2 separate regions of the Capsicum annuum genome follow, and region 2 is linked to region 1. A link is a contact called in public Hi-C data. All regions are on one chromosome and are shown on one strand. Each heading gives the region's core, a stretch centred on a gene start, on an enhancer-like site or on the middle of the called end of the contact. The rest is flanking DNA. Distances are from core to core; before and after follow the strand shown.

Region 1 (5,218 bases), core at 261-2,760:
CGACCACGTGATGTTCACCAAAGTGTTTGGATCACCCACTTGCAGCCTCGTGGCAGTTCCATACACCGATGGAGGGGCAATATTCCGAGAAGGCCCTCCTCGTGTATAATTCACATCTTGTATCCTCGATAAAAACTGTATAAGATTCGTGCCTGTTAAGTACCTTCCATCAGGTTCCCAATATCGCCACGAGGTATCATTTTGAGGCAACACAGAAACATTCCCCATATTCACCCTCACAACTGTTTCTAACGCTTTTACGCTCAAACTATGAGCTCCAACATCTACAGGAATAACCTCATCAGGAAGTGAAATAACTTCCAACGCGTTCACAAACGCAAACGAGCTAGCTAAAGGCGTAAACGTAAGAACAAGACTAATACTAGTAATGTTCAAAGTATACTCCTTTACTAAACCAGCACTCAATGGCTCAAACTTCTTGATCAAAGTAAAGTTGTCAACAGAAACACTGAACTTAGCAGAACTCAAATTGTAATTCTCATACATAAACGGATAGAAATATAAGCGAATCCAATGGCGCCCTTGTTTCTTGATCGAAAAGGTGAATTTCGAAGTATCATTGAGAACTCTAGCAGTTTGATAAAGAACTGAACTATAACTAGATGGAATGGACTCTAGACTTGTATTTACAAATACCCTTTGAGAAGAATTCAAGTTATCAGCTAAGAAAATTCTATTACCTATAGTAGTATTTTCAAAGGAACCACAATTTATAAGATAATTATCAACAGGATCAAATTCTAATGAACAAATAATCACACATAACATAGACAATACCAAAACAAACAAATGAAGTAATGCAAAATCCATGATGAGGATCTAAAAAAGACTCAATTTTTAAGTCATTGATCGAAAAAAATGAAATCTTGAAATATACTTAATTTTTGATATCACTAAAACCCCACCACCCTAAATGGATTGAACATTCAAGAAAGTGAAAAAAAAAAATTGAAATAGACTTATATGTGACAAAATGAACCACAAAAACACCAATGGACTAAACTTTCAAGAAAGTGAAAAAAAAAAAAAAACTTTGGAGTCTTGAATGAACTTAATATGTATGATATCAAGAACCACAAAAACACCAAATGGACTAAACTTTCAAGAAAGTGAAACAAAAATAACTTTGAAATATTGAAATGAACTTTATATGTGTGATATCAAGAACCACAAAAGCACCAAATGGACTAAACTTTCAAGAAAGTCAAAAAAAACTTTTAAATATTGAAATGAACTTAATATGTGTGATATCAAGAACTTCTAAAAACACCAAATGGACTAAACTTTCAAGAAATTGAAAAAAAAACTTTGAAATATTGAAATGAACTTAATATGTGTGATATCAAGAAAAACACCAATGGACTAGACTTTCATGCAAGTGAAAAATAGAAGTTGTCAACTTTGTGTGGCACTTAGCATCAAGAATTTGAAGTCTAATTTATGAATGGAGGAAAAATGGTGAAATGCATAACCACTCTTCTGTACATTTCTAACACAAGCTAACAACTGATTTTTAAGAGTATGGAAATTGCAATTTTAGTCCTTCAAGTACCAACAAATTTGGATTTTTGATCCTTGTAGTTTCTAGTTTAAACACATTTAACATTTGGTATTAACAAATATCAAGGGATCATTCACTAGGATGCATTAGAAATGAGATTATCCGGGAGAAGATAGAAGTGGCTTCGGTGGAGGACAAGATGCGGGAAGTGAGCTTATGATGGTTCGGGCATATGATGAGGAGGGGCACAGATGCTCCAGTACGGAGGTGTGAGAGGCTGGCTATGGATGGTTTTAGGCGGGGTAGAGGTAAGCCTGTAGAAAGGTGATTACATATGACATGGAACAGTTACAGCTTACGGAGGATATGACCCTATCAGGTGTAGAGGATGTTGATAGAGGATTATTGCGCAGGAGTACGTTTGTGGTGTATTGGTGATACCTATGTTTTTCGAATAGATATTTTTTACTATCATCTTGTGCGTGTTGTGTTTTAGTTATTATCCTTTTCTATCTGTTACTATAGGATTAGCGTGTAGATGCATGTTTGTTTGTATTTTGTTTATTATATTGTTATCTGTCCTGAGTCGGGATCTATCGGAAATAGCCTCTCTACTTCATCCAAGTTAATTAAAACTAAAATATGTTTTATGAAATATTTCAATGGTCATAATTAAATTTTATCAACAATTGAAGGACCAAAAGTGTAATTATCTCTTAAGAAAAAAAAGTCAAAAAAGTGAAAGTAACCAAAAAAGTATTAAATAAAATAAAAATCTTTTGATATTTGTTGAATGTGGCAAATTGTGTTTGAAGAATTCCAAAAGAAGAATTTAAAAGGGTCTAAAAAATAATAAAATAAATTAAGAGTCAAAGACAAAATTGGTGCATAGAATTATGAACAAAGCTACAAAAAATAAAGAAAAAGACTAGTAGATGTAATTGAGGATAACAGCTATTAGGATAAGGAACTCTCATGTTACATGTGAGACTTTGAAAATGATATTAGAATTACTATCGGAAAATAGTGATGGAGTCAGAAATTTTAATAATAATATATTTAATATATTTTTATGTAGTAAATTTGTAAATGATAGAGTGTATGTAGTTCCTACACTTTTAACAGAGTCAAAAATTTTAACAATTTGAAATTTTTTAATTTACGATCTAAAATAATTATTGAATTTTCGTTGTCACTACAATGAAAACTTCCTTTATACTTTCTCCGTTCAGTGTTACTAGTTATAAATTGAGATGATATATTTATTAAAAAAAATAATTAATAATATGGTCATTTTATCATAATATTCCTATTAAATAGTGTTTGCATTTGCATACTGTCTTGAAATTAATTTGAAGAAAAAACAATTAATGTTAAGGATAAAATAGGAAAAAAAATTATATATGTCAAAAATGATAAGTAAAAATAAAAATTCAATTAAAAAATTAGGAATAAATAAAAGTGAACGGATGGAGTATCAACAACAATGACGACTTTATTATGTTGGTTGTGAATTTATATGAATTCAATAATTATTATGTTGGTTGTGAATTTATATGAATTCAATAAATTTATTCAGATTCTTTATATTAAATTTTTTTTTTCTAAATATCTATTAATAAATCTTTGTGGTCTCTCTAAATTTCGAACATAATAAAAATTTTATTGCACGAAATTATTTTTTTCAAAAAAAAGAAATATGTATCAGTATTTAATCATGAATCAATTATTATTATGTTAACTTGAGGTAAAACTATAAATATTATTTTTTTTTATTTATATAATATAATTTTTCGACGAACGAAATTCAACTAGAACACTTTGGGGTGCAAAGAGAAAGGACAGACAATAAATTTGTCAAAAGACATAGATTGTTCACACCTACTTAACTAACTTTATTAGTAAATTGATTTGATGGAAGGGAAGTTTCCTTGTAGTAGCTTCTACAATAATGATTTTTGGGAATTAGTTTTATTGATGGACACTTAACTTTCTATTGATTACATTAAAGTATTATAATTAAAAGAAATTAACGAAAAATATATTACATATCATGTAAAGTAAGGGATTCAGAAAATATTAAGTTCGAATTATTTTCTTGTTAAATAAATAAAAATATAATCATAAATGTACTTTTTAAGTTGGTCTCATCCGATATATACAGTGGCGGAGTGAGAATGGGGTTGAGAAGTAAACATACGGACTAGTTGAAGGAGGTTCAACATCTATTATATATACATAAAAATATTTTTGATCGTGTAAAAATAATATAAAAATAGTATTAATTTTTTATCGAAGGGGGTTTGGATGAATCACTGATTACAAGGTGGATCCGTCACTGGATATATATGTCTTTCAACTTTGACGTGCACAAGCAGACACTTAAAGTGGCATAAAGTTGAACAAGTAGACATGTCCGTTCTATGCGGCATAATACGCGTAGCATGCCACGTAAGATGTGAGTTGTTTGTAGGATGAATGTTTCTACTGGTTCAACTTTATATAAGTTTGAGATAAGCATTCAGTAATCTCCTGCGGAATTATGATCAAAGTTGTTACGACACATTCCAACTTTACAGTAGCGTATTTTTATCATCCTTTTGCGCTGACATGACATGCTTATTACCTAAAATGGGATCACATCAAAGATGTTACGTTAGCTAAAAAGACTGACAAAAGGTGCCACAAAAATACGATAAGTTTTAGTTCTTAGGGGGTAATAGAACCCTCGTGAAGTTGGAGTGTGTCGTAGCAAATTTAATTATAATAGAACCCTCGTGAAGTTGGAGTGTGTCGTAGCAAATTTAATTATAGTTTAAAAGGTAATAGATACTTTACTCCTATAAATTTAAGTGCTGCTTATATATTTTCAAACTTAATAAAAAAAATAGAAATGTCCGTTACGATCAAATTAAATAATTATGCAAAAAATTACGCCGTATATTTCAGAGACAAATTAATGAAAATGGACCATATACTAAATTTGATAATATGCCCTTATCTTGATGTGACTAAAACGCGTTTTCTTTTATACCAAAAACAATAAGAATAATAACAAATAAAACAACTACATTGATAGCAACATATAATTAACAAGTTGTTCTTAATTTCATTTGTATATTTTTTGTCGTATATTAATATGGACAAATTATTTATTAAAAAAAAATTGATTTTGCGTGTGCTTTGGTTCTTTTGCAAATTGCAATATTAATTGAATTTAGAAACTTCATTTTGATAAATTTAGAATTTAAAATTATTTCTTGAAATTATTTTAGTGTTTGAATTATTTGGGAATCTATTTCAATAATGTTTATATAATACCTACTGTTATTTTCTAATATAATTTATTTGATATGTTTCTATTATTTAATTATATGATTAAGCAATGTTAACCATAATTAATTTGGTTAGCATACTTATGAACGAGGTAATAGAAAATTCACCAATTCCTTAAAAGAGTTAACTCTCATCGCCCCACTTAATGTGTCACTATCTTTTTTGTTAGTCTATATTTTAAAAAAAAAAAAATTATACTTAAAATTTAATTCTAAATTTTTCATTTTTCTCCTAATAATTTTTTTTTTTTTGGCTTAGACTCTGTACTCAGTCAAACTATGCTGATAAATTAAACTCGATGGAGCACTAAATATTGATAGGTTAGTAGTATGAGTCGCATGTGTATTTTCATGAGAGTGA
Region 2 (4,604 bases), core at 86-2,585, 180 kb before region 1:
TGTATACACATAAAAAAAAATTAAATCATGTATAAATAGTATAGTTTTTCGCCGAAGGGGTATATATATATATATATATATATATATGTATGTATTAATGTATTAATGCTGACAAAGGACGAAGAATACAACAACAATAAACCTAGTGTATTCCCACATAGTGGGGGTTTGGAGAGCATAAAATGTACGCAGTCCATACCACTACCTCCGGAGAAGTAGAGAGGTTGTTTCCGATATACCCTCGGCTCAAGACAAAGAATAGTAAACAGAGTCGTAGTACGTACCTCATCACCAATGATAGTTTTTGCAGCATTACGTAGTCCCAATTGATCAATCAAAGCTTGTACTCTCAATTTCTTCTTTGATTTTGACAAAGTACGAGGCAATCTAAATTCAGCTGCAAACATTAATGTCTCTTCAACTGTTAACATAGGATATAAAAGATCATCTTGCATGACGTATGCTGATATTACTTTTAATAATCTCGAATCGAGCGGTTCGCCATTTAATGTTATCGTTCCTCCAAGGCTCTCCTTCGCTATCCTATTAGCGAGTCCATCTATCAGGGTCGATTTTCCTGATCCTGATGCTCCTAGGACGGCGACTATCTCGCCGTCCCTAGCCTCCCCAGAGATATCATTCAGGAGGACTTTAGTCCTCGTGAAAAGATTTTCTCCGGGGATGGGATCATCCTCGGTGACAGGTGGTCGCCGGAGAATAGCCGGAAAAGTCATTTTCCGGCGAGTTTTTACTCTATAGGTGAGGTTGTTGAATGAGAGTATAAAAGGGAGAGAATGTTGGGACATGCTTGAAGTTTCACTCATATCGAGAATCCGATGCACCGGAGTTTCATCGCCGGTGACTTCTTTTCTTACGTCGCCCACGCGCTTTAGCATTTGACCTAAGGTGGGTGAAGAGTACGCGCTAGCTTGCGACATTTGCATGGATTGTTGTTGTACTCTTTGATGATCATAAAATTGTCCACTTTCTCCACCTTGCAACATATTCTCCGCTACTATTTTCGACATTACTCGTCACCACACTGACAGTATAAAGAATTTTTGAACGACGAATTATTCAATCGAAAATTCGAGATTTTGGTGTATGTTTATGGAGAGAACATTAGAACAATTGGCAAAAAATGAGATGAATTTTGAGTGAATTTATGGTAATGTGATTGATATATAATGTATTTTTTTTTCTTTTTTGAAACTTTGTAGTAGATTGAAAGTAGGTAAGCAAATAGTGTGTGAAAAAAAGACTCAATAGATTGTCCAAAACAATATTCAAAGTCCCCACAAATATTAAAAACTCTTTGTAATTCTCTACAAGAAAAGCAAAAGAGTTGGAATATTGATTGTTATCTTAATGTATAGCTATATATATAGAGACTAAGATTTATAATTTTTATATTATATTTAATTAATGTTTCATGCTACACATTTACTATATGTGTCATGGTGGGGTAGGAGTGTTAGCTTTTAATAGAAGGACTATATTTTGGTCCAATTATCTTTTTTTTTTTTTCTTTTTATGTTTTTTGTGTTCTTTAAGAAAAATATTTAGTAATCTTAATCATTAAAGTATATAAACATCTCATTTGATTGCTATTCCACTATTTGAACATGGTAGATGTGTAAAAAATTATATATTAAATAACTTTTTTTCTCTTCTAAAATATAAAATATATTTTTTTTAAAAAATTAGTAATGTGAATAGTATATCCTATGTTTGTTAAATATGACTATATGTAAATATTACTAATAAATGATTATACATGGTATATAGTTAATTCATATCATTTTTTTTTGTTTTGGGGGGTTGGGTGGGGGGTGTCCTAAAATTTGTTTATAGTTGAATTGTGGTAAGGGCAATGGAGTTGAGACAAGTAGTAAGGTGACCTAAATCTCCTAATTCTTTCATCTATACAAGTTTTTTTTTTTCTCCTAGGTGGTGGGTTGGGGGTGGGGTACACACGTGTCAGAATGTGATTGGTGGAAGTTTGGACACAAAGAATACAAAGGGTGTTCTATTTTTCTTGTGTCATAATATGGTAGTAGGTATGGATGGTTATCTACTGTTTTGCCAAAAAAATAGTTATATTGTGGTGGAGAAATGAGGGCATGAATAATAAATTAAAGATGATACAATCATATGGGTTATCTAAATAATATTTGAATATTCAATTTCTCATATATGAAGTCTTTGCTTTAGTTTACTAGATATATAAGCCCACAATTGATGCATGAAGTTAGATTTTTTTATGAGTAGAGCATCTACTGACTTCGAATAATTATGAACAAATTTGTTACGATATATTCCAACTTTACAGGAGTGCTATTACCTTTGAACTCAATTTTAGCATTTTTTTCACCCTTTTGTGTTGACGTGCTACGATACACTGAAACTTTACGAGGGTCCTATTAACCTCTTAAATTCAATTTTAGCTTATTTTTGTCACCCTTTTGTGCTGACGTGACACCTTTGACGTAGGCTCCATTTTATGTAATAAAGGTACCACACAGCATAAAAGGGTGATAAAAATATGTTAAAATTGAGCTCAGGGGATAATAGGACCCCTGTAAAGTTGGAGGATGTCGTAGCAACTTTGATCATAGTTCAAGAGGGTACTGGATACTTATCTCGTTTTTTATTTATACATTTATTTATGATGGTGATATTCTAGTCAACTTGTGATCAAGGAATAAATTATTTTGAATACTAGATGATACTATTTTTGAGCTTTTAAACAAAAGTTGAACAAAAAAATAGCTTCTTACAAAAAAAATTTTTTTTTTTTTTTTTTTTTCACTTTTTGGATAACATTATCCAAAATAAGTGCTCTTGAAAAATGTGTAATTCAATTTGTTAATTCTTAGTTAACAAATAAGAGTTTAGAAAGTTTTTCCAATTTGTTAATAGTATATGTAATAGCTCTTTATTGTATATTTTAATATATCATATTACTATGTAAATATAGATTAGAAGTGGGTTAATTCTGTGGTTAATAGCACAAGCTTATTATTTATACAAAAATTACTAATTATGTAGGGCCCCCCAAAGAAAGTTTTATCATGCTATTTAAATGAATTTGAAGTTTTGCATTTCTATCACAAATGTTAAATTATGACATTGGTTATTATAATATCAATTTGAATTTGATAATATAAAAATTCATAAATTTTAAATTCTAAATATTCATTTTGAGTTGGTTTGTTGAAAACAAACTCTATCAAATTCTCAGACCTATTTGTAAAATTACAATAAATATATTATTATTGTCGTCGTGATATTGCGATTTAAATGAAAATTTTTGAATATGAAAATTTATATATATATTTCTATTGCGATTTAAATGAAAATTTTTGAATATGAAAATTTTCATCCATACATGTTTATTAATGGGACCAATATATTCATCATGGTTAGAAATTCTACAAAGAAATATGTGAACCCCATGTTTCAATCACAAATACTTCTTCTTTAAAATATATTTAATTTTTGTATATATATACATATATAGTTTTAGAGGAGCTTAATTTGTGAGAAAATGAAACTAGTTCAAAAAATAATAATAATTGAAATATACAGAAAATTAATATTACTTTGAGGTATATATATCGTTATTTGATTGATTACGACCATATATTTTGATGTATATTATACTGACTACTTATAATCTCACCGTTAGGGGTGTGCATCATGTGTTATTGGTTCGGTTTATTGACTTTCAGTTTTTGAATATGCAAAACCAATAACCAACTAATAAGATATATTTTTTTATCTGTTTTCGATTTATCAATTTTTGGTCCTAAGCGTTTCGGTTTTCGGTTTAACAAATAATAAAATACTCATAAAATAGAAATAGTAACAACTAATATACAAATATAGAATCTTAGTTGCCGCCAAACTCCTACGCAATGCATTTTCGTTAACAAGAATCTTCAAACTTGAACTGAATGTTAGTTAAGAAAAAAACTAAATCCTAGTTGTTGTCAGCTACTGAATGCCTCAAGCTTTTCAATACGACAATACGTGTGCTTTGTATTGTGCCTTTGTTTCCCTGATACTTTGTGAATCACTGAATTGTGAATAAATAGTGTATAATATATATATATATATATATTTATATATATATACAACAACAACAAACCCAGTGTAATCCCACCAAGTGGGGTCTGGGGAGGGTAAAATGTACGCAGTCCATACCGCAACTTCCGAAGAAGTAGAGAGGCTGTTTCCGATAGACCCCGACCTCAAGATAATGAATGGTTAACAAAGTCATAGTAATACCTGAAACATATTATAAATAAGTAATATATTTATTCATATATATAACATAAATTAGGGTAAACAATAATTTAGTATATCCTTATAAACCGATATCTCAATAAGCTCAAACCGAAACCGAATTATTTACCCAAAAATTTTTCTTATAAAACCAATAAAAACCCATCAACCCAATAATATTTTATCGGTTCAATTTATCGATCGGTTCAGTTTTTGCACACCCTACTCTCCCTCTCTTTCTCTAACTTGCAAGACGTCTTTTTTCAGATAAAATTCCTATACACGTATATTAGATCAAAATAATTAATTATTTC

The links. A called contact is a pair of places that touch in the nucleus more often than the background predicts.
Region 2: a contact with region 1 is called in a Hi-C map of leaf, with 4 times the contacts expected there. The contact joins the promoter of LOC107871342 here to the promoter of LOC107871339 in region 1. A contact is called at or near these places in 4 of 5 Hi-C or Micro-C datasets (bud, leaf and placenta).

What each region holds. Positions count from the first base shown.
Region 1 is chr5:218,805,787-218,811,004 of UCD10Xv1.1, reverse strand. LOC107871339 (probable receptor-like protein kinase At5g59700) reads right to left here and starts at 1,510. Exons shown (of 1, transcript XM_016718245.2): 1 at 1-1,510. The coding sequence starts at 831.
Region 2 is chr5:218,984,194-218,988,797 of UCD10Xv1.1, reverse strand. It overlaps LOC107871342 (ABC transporter G family member 6), which reads right to left and starts at 1,335. Exons shown (of 2, transcript XM_016718249.2): 1 at 285-1,335. The coding sequence starts at 1,028.